Regions from separate parts of the Mus musculus genome. Here region 2 is linked to region 1. A link is a contact called in public promoter capture Hi-C data. All regions are on one chromosome and are shown on one strand. Each heading gives the region's core, a stretch centred on a gene start, on an enhancer-like site or on the middle of the called end of the contact. The rest is flanking DNA. Distances are from core to core; before and after follow the strand shown. Region 1 holds the start of Edem2 (ER degradation enhancer, mannosidase alpha-like 2). Region 2 holds the start of Mmp24 (matrix metallopeptidase 24).

Evidence for each region. Promoter capture Hi-C pulls out the DNA fragments that hold promoters and counts their contacts.
Region 2: a contact with region 1 is called in a promoter capture Hi-C map of macrophages, with 7 read pairs. The contact joins the promoter of Mmp24 here to the promoter of Edem2 in region 1. A contact is called at or near these places in 2 of 39 promoter capture datasets (the SN4741 cell line and macrophages), 1 of 15 datasets of contacts at CTCF or cohesin (large pre-B cells), 4 of 484 Hi-C or Micro-C datasets (the C2C12 cell line, LSK cells, bone marrow-derived macrophages and 1 more), 2 of 115 datasets of contacts at active chromatin or transcription factors (both in embryonic stem cells) and 4 of 9 other capture datasets (adipose tissue, liver, macrophages and 1 more).

Annotation. Positions count from the first base shown.
Region 1 is chr2:155,726,445-155,731,791 of GRCm38.p6, reverse strand. It overlaps Edem2 (ER degradation enhancer, mannosidase alpha-like 2), which reads left to right and starts at 2,317. Exons shown (of 11, transcript NM_145537.2): 1 at 2,317-2,561; 2 at 2,791-2,901; 3 at 5,118-5,157. The coding sequence starts at 2,455.
Region 2 is chr2:155,772,605-155,777,951 of GRCm38.p6, reverse strand. It overlaps Mmp24 (matrix metallopeptidase 24), which reads right to left and starts at 2,610. Exons shown (of 9, transcript NM_010808.4): 1 at 2,315-2,610. The coding sequence starts at 2,479.

The DNA.
Region 1 (5,347 bases), core at 1,068-3,567:
CTACCAGAAAGCAGGTTGAGCAAGCCATGAGAAGCAAGCCGGTAAGCAGCACTCCTCCGTGGCCTCTGCATCAGCTGCTGCCTCTAGGCTCCTGTCTTGACTTCCCTCAGTGAACTGTGATTAGGAGATATAAGCCAAATAAGACTTTTCCTGCCCAAGTTGCTTTTAATCGTGGTATCTGGTCACAGCCGTAGAAACCCTGATTAAGACAAGCAGGCTCTCCTCTTAAGCATTAGGAAGGAGGGGAGGGAAACTTTTTCAAAATGTTGGTTTAGGATCAGTGAAACTAGCTTCTGAATTCCAGAAATGGGAGAATAAATTTCTCTTGCTTTAAGCTTCCATGTTGGTGATAATTTGTTCTAGTAGCTTGGGAAACCTATACAGTCTCCCTGTGTTATTATCCAGGTCTTAGTTTCTTTTGGTTTCCCTTCTATCTGGCCCCTCTAAGAAGTATTTAAAAAATATTCTCCTAGTGACTCAGTATTTGCTATGCCATTATTATAGGCATTTTATATGGTTCACTGAATCCTCTAACCCTATTAAGCAGGTATTAATATTCTTCATAATTTATAAATGAGAAAAAAAGGTGAGGCCACACTCCTAATAATACTGCCCCAATTTAACACTGACACATTGACCCTTGACCCATCTATACTAAAACCTTTTTATTGAATTTAGGACCCACTTTGGGTTAGATATGGAGTTTAATTTGTTTATCAACTGATGGCACTTTGGGACACTTAATGAGGGATATTTTCAAGAATGCTGGATTGGGATTGGAGAGATGGATCAATGGTTAAGAGTACTAACTACTCTTCTAGAGCACCTGGGTTGAGTCTTAGCACCACATGGAAGCTCACAATACCTATAATTCTAGACCCAGAGGACTCTACACCCTTTTCTGGCCTCAGAGGTGACCTGGCATGCACAAAATTATGTACAAAATCCTCATGTACATAAATAAATAATATTATTGTGTGCTCCAAACTTGCTTATAACTCTTCACCTATGCTTATGTAAGCAGCCCTAATTAAACCTAATCTACCCCAATCACAACCACAAAAAATGACAGTAGGAGGGGTTTGGGAGGAAAAAGGAGGAGAGAAGAATGGTGAAGGTAATGGGGGAGGGGCGGTGACCAGAACATATTCATACATATATGAAATTGTCAAAGAACAAGAATTAACAAACAAACAAACAAACAAACAAACAACTGGGCCAAAGAAGGCAGAGTCTGCCTGCACTTTGCTCAATAAATGGAGCAGCCATTTCCCTCTGAATTTTTCAGCAAAGAAGAGTTGGGCAATGCTAGAATTAAAGAAAAGTTCAAATTAAAAGGATCTCAAATATCAGTTTAGACAAACCCTTTCATAAATGTGGGTGCTGTGCCTGGAGGATGAGAGGGACTCCTTTAAGGTTATATAGGTTATGTGTGAATGGTAGAGTCGTAATGAACCCCAATCGAACTTCAAATCTAGGGTTGTCTACAGCTCATTCCACTGACCAAAGAGAAGGGGGTTGCTGTAGATAGCGCACTAACAGAGTCTAGGACCTAGCAAGAGAGTGGGGAAACTGGCCCAGATGTTCTTTTTATTTTGTTTTATTTTGTTTTTTCGAGACAGGGTTTCTCTGTGTAGTCCTGGCTGTCCTGGAACTGACTTTGTAGACCAGGCTGACCTCGAACTCAGAAATGTGCCTGCCTCTGCCTCCCAAGTGCTGGGATTAAAGGCGTGCACCACCACCGCCCGGCCGGCCCAGATGTTCTTAAAGGAAGAATGCTGGGTCTTCATTCTCACCAGGGATGGCAGCCACTGAGATGGTCCAGGTAAAGTCCTGGGTTGATTTAGAGACTGAAGGGACCGTGATTTCATGGCACCCTAAAGTGAAAGACCGTCATAAATGTATGAATTCCTAGAACAAAAGGGATTTCTGGAAACCTTAAGGCTTTGGGAAAATAATTCTAGAGTTTACTTACACAATGGTTTGTCAAACCCTGTGTCTATTATAGTCAAAGCCGAACATTTTTCATCCATATTTACATAGGCATCTGCTCAAATCTTGAGTACCTGCTAGCCCCTCCTTTAAAAGGTATTTGGAAAAAAAACAAAAATTAACTAGATGGCGCCTGTAAAGTGCTCCTAACACTTTAATTCACCGAAGGTGCTCAACAAACAGAAACTGGGATTGTGAAAACATTATTAACAGCAGCCACAGCAACCACTGTCTTTAAGACACGTTGAACTCCTCTCTGTAGACCAGAAATCCCGAGATGCTCTTTTGCCAGGGCTCCACCGCCCATTGCATCCTGGGCTTTGTAGTCAGGAAGTGAGAGGCTTCTTGCCCAACGCGCAGGCGTCGTGGTGCGTATCCCCGGAAGAACCAGCCGCGGCTCGGAGGATGAGCTGGTGGCGGTGGCTGCAGCTGCTGCGGCGGCACTGACAGGACACGAGCTCTATGCCTTTCCGGCTACTCATCCCGCTCGGCCTCGTGTGCGTGCTGCTACCCCTGCACCATGGTGCGCCAGGCCCCGACGGCACCGCGCCCGACCCCGCCCACTACAGGTGAAGGGGGCCAGGCTCCCGCTCTCTACGGCTGGGGAGTGGCAAGCGCCCACCGGGTCCCTTCCCTTCCCTCCACCCCAGGACCCCCACCCTGACGTGCTCTGGTCCCGCTGCTGGGCCCTCGGCAGAAATCATTTTGTGGTTCCCATTCTCCGTCCTGTGTCTGGTCCTTTCTCCCGCCTGGTTTTGTGTTCTGGCCCCCTACCTTATTTCTCATCCCTCGAACCAGGGAGCGAGTCAAGGCCATGTTCTACCACGCCTACGACAGTTACCTGGAAAATGCCTTTCCCTACGATGAGCTGAGACCTCTCACCTGTGATGGGCACGACACCTGGGGCAGGTAGAGCCAGCTTGAGGGCCAAGGGGGTTGGCCGGGATCATAGGAGGGCTGGTGGCTTCATGGTCTCACTGATTGTGGAAAGTTTCCGACCTGGGCTGATTCAACCCCGTCCCCTCAGTCCAAACCAGCGCTGTCAGAACTACACAGCTTTTCACAGTACAAAAAAGTCTTGGCTTAACTTGGCAGGCTAGCCCTCTGGACTCACCTCAGCCGAACAGGCAACCACGTATGAGGACTTGGGGACATTTCTGGAGTCACAAAATATTTTGAAAAAACTCCCGGGAGTCAGGAAACTCAACTCCTTCATTTTATAGGTGGGCGCACAGGCCCAGGAGGAACGTTATTCTCCCCACAGTTAAGACCCTTTGTAGTTGGTGTACTCTTTATGACTGAAAAATATTTCCCGTCTAGCTTCATACCAACTCCTCTCACCGCCATACATACAAGTCACCTGATTCATTTTCGTTTAGTAATTCTGTGTTACCATATCATCTTTTCATTTTCACTGGAATAAAGAACCCAGTCGAGCAAAGAATCATTGCATTAGCCAAAACTGACACTAGGGCTGTAATCCTGAGTTGGTTTTTGTTTTGTTTTGTTTTGCTTCGTTTTTATAGAATGATTTATTGATTTAGTGCGCACTGGCTGTTTGCCTGTATCTATAACCATGTGAGGGTGTCAGGTTCCCTGGAACTTGAACTACAGACAGTGTGAGGTGCCCTGTGGGTATGAGATGATCAACCAGTGCTCTCAACCACTGAGCCATCTCTCCAGTTGCTGAGGTCTTTTATTTCTTGCTTGCTTGCTTGTTTGAGATAGGTCTCACATAGCTCAGGCTGGCCTCAGACTTACCACATCGCCAACAATGACCATGAACTTGGGGTGCTCCTGCCTCTCCTTCCCAGGTGCTGGATTGCAGGTGCTCCCTCTCACCCCTGCCTCATTATCCTCGTACTACAAATATTTATACGTGATAGCATGCTCTCTGATGCCAGGGGCTAGGCAAGTAAGCTAGGAACGTGTGCCAATTTTTATTTCTTAGTTGGAACAGAAAGCAAGTGCAAACACATGGCTCACTGAGCAGGATAGAGTCATGCTTGCTGAGTATCTCATTCCTTAGGTCTACAACCTGTGTATGTCCTGTAGATCATTGTAGAATGTTCTCAGTTTATACAATTACACAGGTGTGCATATACGTGTTATGTGTTTATTGAGACAGGATCTTGCTATATGGCCCAGACTAGTTTTAAACTCTCAGGCCTTCTGAATCCCTATCATCCCCCCACCCCCCGTGCTGGGACTGCAGGCATATCTCACACCTGGCTACTGTGTATCTTTGTAAAAAAAAAATCACCTTATTAAAGGTATAATTGCCATGTAATAAAGTACCCCCTTTAAAATGTATAGTAATCACCATCACAACTAGCAGATAGAAGAATACTTCTTTAACCTAAAAAAAAGTGCGCCTTATGTATTATCCCTCTGTGGTTACTGGCCCTAACAGCAGCACATTTGCTTTCTGTCAGTATGGCTTTTTAAATTTTATTAGTAGTATATGTGTTTGCTTTGCATGAATTTAGGCACACCATATGTGTGCAGGAGCCTGTGGGGGCTCCTGGCTAGAGTCCCTGGAACTGAAGTTGCTAGCAGCTGTGAACCCCCACATTGCTGCTGGGAACTAAACTCAGGTCCTCTCCAAGAGCAGTAAGGGCTCTCAAGCCCTGAGCTGTCTGTCCAGCCCCCTCCCAGCACTGTGAAATGCAGATGAAAACATGCTGTGTGGCTTACTTCATACACCGTGTTTTCCACTGAACAGCATGATCATCTTGTTAGTACACAGAACTCCCGATAACCTTAATAATGTCATACATTTGTACTTGTTTGTATCCGTTTGTCTGTCACTCTTCAACTTGTGAGCAACTGGTAGTTTCTAGTCTTTTGATGTCATACGTAACACATTCCCCAACTCTTACCACGCCGTAATTCCGTGCTGCCTCTCTATAGTAGGGAAGAATGCCAGGAGACATAGGTGACCTGTTAATTACAGTACTGCTGCACCAGGCAGTCAAGGGACTCGGAGTTTCCCTCTGATTCCTCTGTTATAACTGTAAGTGGGATGGATAGGGACATGGCTATGCCTCGCTTAGATCTGGGCAGTTGTGAATCTGGTGTTTGATGTTCTTATGAAGCAGCGGGACTTTTTTGTCTTTTCACAGTTTTTCTCTGACGCTAATTGATGCCCTGGACACCTTGCTGGTAAGTATCCCATCTGTTTGTTTCCCACTCTGTCATTGCCCAACCGACATCCTTCCTCTTTTAATAGCTTGTCTGTGGGTGCAAAGTAAATTCCTCCCCTAGGCCTTTCATCTCATGATTCTGAGCCACCAGACTCTGGTTACCCAACTGCATAGGAGGGAATGCCAAGTTCCAAGAGAAACCAACTCGC
Region 2 (5,347 bases), core at 1,361-3,860, 46 kb before region 1:
GTCTCACCCATCAGTGTTCAGTAAGGGATAATTAGATGTAAATTACCTCAATAATTTCTAGGAGTTTTGGCTAGCATATTAGATATTTTAAATGGACTGGGATGGCCATGCTTCCACCAAGACCTGAGAATGCACTTAGGGATAGGGAAGAGCAGATGGGAACAGCCAGTCGTCCCTTCTCTGAACGGAAAGGGTAAGGAGTCCAAGAGGCCCCTAGAGACCATGCCGGGACACGTCTGACTTAATTTTTTATAAGTGATCCAGAAAAAGTAGAGCAAAGAGAAAATTTCCAGGCTCCAGCTCATATTAAACCCTCTCAGGTAAGGAAATGCTATGCCAAATGGGGGGAGGGCTGGGAGAAGGGGGACGAAAAGACGTCAGTGGGACACCAATGTGGAGAAACGTAAGTCAGTGCAGATAACAGTACTCCACACACAAGGTGTTGTGTTCCAGGCTATCGGGTTTGACCTGTGAAAGGGATCAGGGTGCTCTGTGGATTGTTTCCCAAAGGCAGTGGCCAAACGAGCACTGCTCAGAAGATCTAAGGATGGGATGAATAGTAGCAGGACAGGACCTGAGAAGAAAAGAAGGTATCCTTTCTCTACAAAAGAAAGAACTCCACACCTGGAGACAGAGGTCAGGTGACTGTTCCGGGAGGTGGCCCTTCATGATGGGAAAGCTTAGGCTGGGAATGGAGAAGGGTGGGAGAGGTGGGATAATGGAAGCCTGTAAGGTTGGTATGGACAAGTGCTGTGTAAACATAACCTTCCCTTCAAATCCTGACACATCTAAGCAAACTGTATTCTCCTAATGTGCAAAATACCACAGACATAAAAAGGTCTCCAAATTGAGCTCATTCAGCTCCATCTTCAGAGATGGTGAGAGATCAAAGTCACAAAGCCGCCAGGGGTAAGATCAGGTGAGAGCCCACACATACTAAACCCCAGGGCAGACCCTTCTGCTTCACCCTGCACACACTCAGGAAGTCTGGAAGAATCCTGCTTTTGCTACGGTGAAAAGCCATGAACCACGTCACTTTGATAGAGCTAAAAGCACAAACTAGAGAAAGTTTTCATTGAAAGTCAGCTAATGATTATAAACCCTGAAGAGGCAGACTATTAGCTCGGCAAAGGATTCTTTCACACATCCTAAATTTTCTTTAAACATGTCATCTTTGGAGAGGCTGAGGAAATCGGGAGCTTCCCTTCTAGAAAAACACACATTTTTCACATATAAACACAAATTAGCAGAAAATTTCAGAGAATTTATGATCCCTTGAGTCCCTTGCCCAGTTAAAAACTGCTGTTCTGGCAGATTCTTCTAAACAGCCTGTCTACTTAACAAACACACTTCTCTCGGGATAATTCAGGCAATCACCAATTTCCTCCAGCAACGTTAACACTGGTTCAACATTATTTTTTTTTTTTTTTTTTAGAATTGCAGGCTTCTAGGCTGGGAGACAGCAACAAAATTAGTACAACTGTCCCGGACCTTATACGACATAATGTCCTGGCTTAAACATGAAACAGACTAGAGTCAAACCACTAGCTCTGTGACCTTGAGCGAATTGCTTAAGCTCTCAGGGTCTCTATCCTCATCTGTAAAATGGGGACAGGTGCTACAACAAGCTCACAGGATACATGCTGGGGTTAAATAAGCTAATTCCTATCAAACATAGCGCCAAGTCTGGCCCATAGTGCACGGTTGTTATTATGCATGTATCCATGCAGGCATTATGCATGCATCCATCCAATCCCCTCTTGGAGCTCCTACTTGCACATGCCAGTGATGAGCAGCTCACCGCCTCCTGGGCTGGCTGAGCACCTCCAATTGTTAAAAACTTCCTGCCTTGGGCCGAAATGTGCCTTCTTGTAATCCCCCACCCCCCACGGTCCGTTGGCCTCAGCTCTGCCCGGTGGGGCCACGCTGATCTCGCCTATCCCGACGGCCCTTCAGCTACCAAGACCGCGATCCGGTCCTTCCTCGCCCTCTTCCCTCCCCCTTCTCCAGCTCCAACATCCTCGGCTTCTCCTCCAGCCCACAACACACTGGCTGCGCTTACTATTTACTCCGAGGCGTACGGTTTCCCTCACACACAGCCTTGCAGGCCACACGCCCCACCGTCACCGCGGCCACCTCGACCCTCCGCTCCGCCCCCGCCCGCTGCCTCTGTCCGCGGTGCTGAACGGAGCCCGGCCCGCGGGCCCCGCCCGGCCCTCGCGCTGACCCGGCGCCAGGCACCCCGAACCAGGCCCGGTCGGTGCCGCCCCCTGCCCAGCCCCGGCCCCGGCCTCGACCCCGCGCGCCTGCCCACCTGCCCAGCGAAGGGCGCGTCCGCCCCGGCCGGCTTCCCGGCCCCCGCCGCCGCCGCGAGGCAGCAGAGCGCGGGCAGCAGCGGCAGCAGCCGCCCCGGGGCCCGCCAGCCGCTCCAGCGCGAGGCCTGGCCCGGCGCAGCGCGGCCGCCCCGGCTCCTCGGCATCCCGGCGGCGGGGGCCCGGCCGCCCGGCTGCGATGGCGGCGGCGGCGGCGGCGGCTCCGGCCGGGTCCTCCCGCTGCAGCCGCTGCGGAGCCGCCGAGTCACGGCGCCGCGGACGCGCGCCTGGCCCGCCTGCCGCCGCCGCCTCGGCCGCCGCGCGCCCCCGCCTCCGCGCGCCCCGCCCCGGCGAGGGGCGGCCGGGGGCGCGGGGGCAGCGCCCGAACGGGACCTGCGGGAGGCGGCAGCGGCGGGGCTGCGGGAGGCGCTCGCTCCAGGCCCCGGGTGCAAAGAGGGCAACCCTGAGGGAGGGTGAAGAGGCCAGATAAATAATTCTGGCCCTAGGGCGGCTGGCCGGGCCCCGGGTCTGTAACCCCAGGCTAGCCCTGGGGGAGAAGGGCTGAGGCTTAACACTGGAGAAAAGGGGTCTGGGGAGACCGCCGGGTTTGGAAGAAAACGAGCTCAAAAATGCTTGACATCGGAGAAAGGGTTTCGGGGGCTTAAGAGGGGTGGTGCTGAGAACCAAGAAGAGCAAACCTGGGCAGTGCTTCACTGGGGTCGGGAGACCCCTCTGGGAAGTTCGCTCCTTTACCCCTCAGAGGGAGAGGGATCACCCACCCCCTGAATGTCCCACATTTGTGGAACACCTTCTATGGAACACCAGCAGTGCCCTGGGCTTCTGGGGCTACTAAAGTGAAAAGGGAGGCTCCTGGGCCAAGGTGTAGAAGGTTACACCTAGTGAGAAACCGTAAGCACTGAGACAAACAGGATACCAAGTATCAGAAAGGATTCCAGGGGTCCCGGCTTAGGGAGGCCGGAGGTAGGTATGTAGGAGACAGTGGGGCTCTACCAATGCTCTGGAGGAAAGGCTGGAATTAAACAAGGGGGAGGGTCGGGGCAGTGTGTGTGTGTGTGTGTGGTGTCTGTGGGTCCCTATGGGGTGACTACAGAGATCTACAGAGATAATGTGTACGTTGTGGTTGTTTGGTAGTTTGGAGGTGTGGAACAGGGACATACACAGACCTGTGTGCAAGCACTGGCTCATCTCCGTTTTATAAAATGTTGCCCTCACTACTCCTGTGTACCGTCGTGCCTCAGAATTTAATAAGTGTTCCGTGTTAGTCCTCTCCCAAGGCAGAGCATGATGAGAGCCTCCATAAAAGGACACACAGATCCCAACACCAGCTACTAGTTATTGAATGCCTACTACATCCCAGGCATCGGGCTAAGCCCGTCACTGAATTATTCCTCCCGAAGTCCTGTGAGAAGCTCCGTGAAAACAGGTTGTTATCGTAAACCACTTTAGGATAAAGAGGAGGCTCTGGATAAGTTTGCCAAACATACATGATTCATAAGGGTGCAGCTGGAGTGCTCTGGCCTCAAAGCACATCTTGTCTGCTAGGATGGTAAAGGATGAGGTGACAAAGGACATGAAAGGAGGTGATGGGCAGTGCAGAAGGTGGACTATGGCATTTTCACAGATCTGGAGTCCTCCTGGCGAGGACTAGCCTGGGGGAGGTGGCAAGGAGCTAGGAGTTAGACCTCTGGAAACTGGGAGCTACTGCACGGTCTTAGAGATGGGTGGGCACAGGGATGAGTAGAGAAGAAAAGATAAAGTGTGGCAGGCGCCCAAAGAGCAGAGTAGGAAAAGAGCAAAGGGCCAAGGGCCCCATCTGGACACAGCCAAAGGAAGAGCCTAGCGAAGCAGACAAAAGACTGAATGAAGCAGGGCTGGTTGGGCTGGAGGGATGGCTCTGTGGATAAAGAGTTTTCCATACAAGCTTGAGTCCTGAGTTCAGATCCATCCTAAAAGTCAGTGGTGTGTCTGTGATCTGAGCACTGGTGGTGTGGGGAGACAGAGAAAGATCCCAGGGTCCCATAGGTCACTCAGTCTAGCTAAAATGGTGAGCGCTACAAGGGACCCTGTCTCAAAAGAGTATATGAATAAAATGGAGACTGGGGGTGACAGGTTGATGTTGTCCTCTGACAGCCAAGGTACCCACATGAGCAAGTGCAGCTTCCCCCCCAACCCCCACATACACACTACACACTGGCAGATAGCACTGACCAATTTTCAATCTGGGGAGGAGATGGAGATAAAACAAGTTTATGTAAGTTATGGCCAAGATGAAACCAGAGCATTGCAGAAACGCTGAAGAAAGATAATGAATTGTCTGTTTGGGGAAGGTTGTGTGTGTGTGTGTGGGGGGGGGGGTTGCATTCCGAGAGACAAGGAATGGAGCCGACTGAGCCTTCTCCTGTGTTTAAGACCAAACATCCAGGAACTGCTACCGATGATCCAGAACTAAGTGTTCTCCCATGATGGAGGGGTGGAGGGTGGAGGTGGCAGTGGGAAAATGACAAGAAGAGACAATAAGAGTAAATGGACTCAGACTGGAGCAGTGGCCCAGCGGCCAAATGGTACCTGTGCTCTTGTGCTGTTCCTACAGGGGACCCATGTTTTGTTTCCAGCATTTATAATGGGTGGCTCACAATTACCTATAATCTCAGCTCCAACGGATCCAATTCCTCTGCCTTCTGTGGGTTCCTGCACTCTTGTACACATACACACAGGGAGAGACAATTGATTTAAAATAGTGTAAGTCTTAAATTAGGAAAAAAAAAAGAGCAACTCAATACATGTCATGAATTCCTAAGATGGTCTTATGAACAAGAAGGAAGACAGCCAGACATGGTGGCGCACTCCTTTAATTCCAACACTTGGGAGGCAAAGGCAGGCAGATTTCTGAGTTTGAGGCTAGCCTGGTCTACAGAGTGAGTTCCAGGACAGCCAGGGCTACACAGAGAAACCCTGTCTTGAAAAACCCAAACAACAACAACAGCAAACAAAACAAAACAAACAAACAAAAAAAC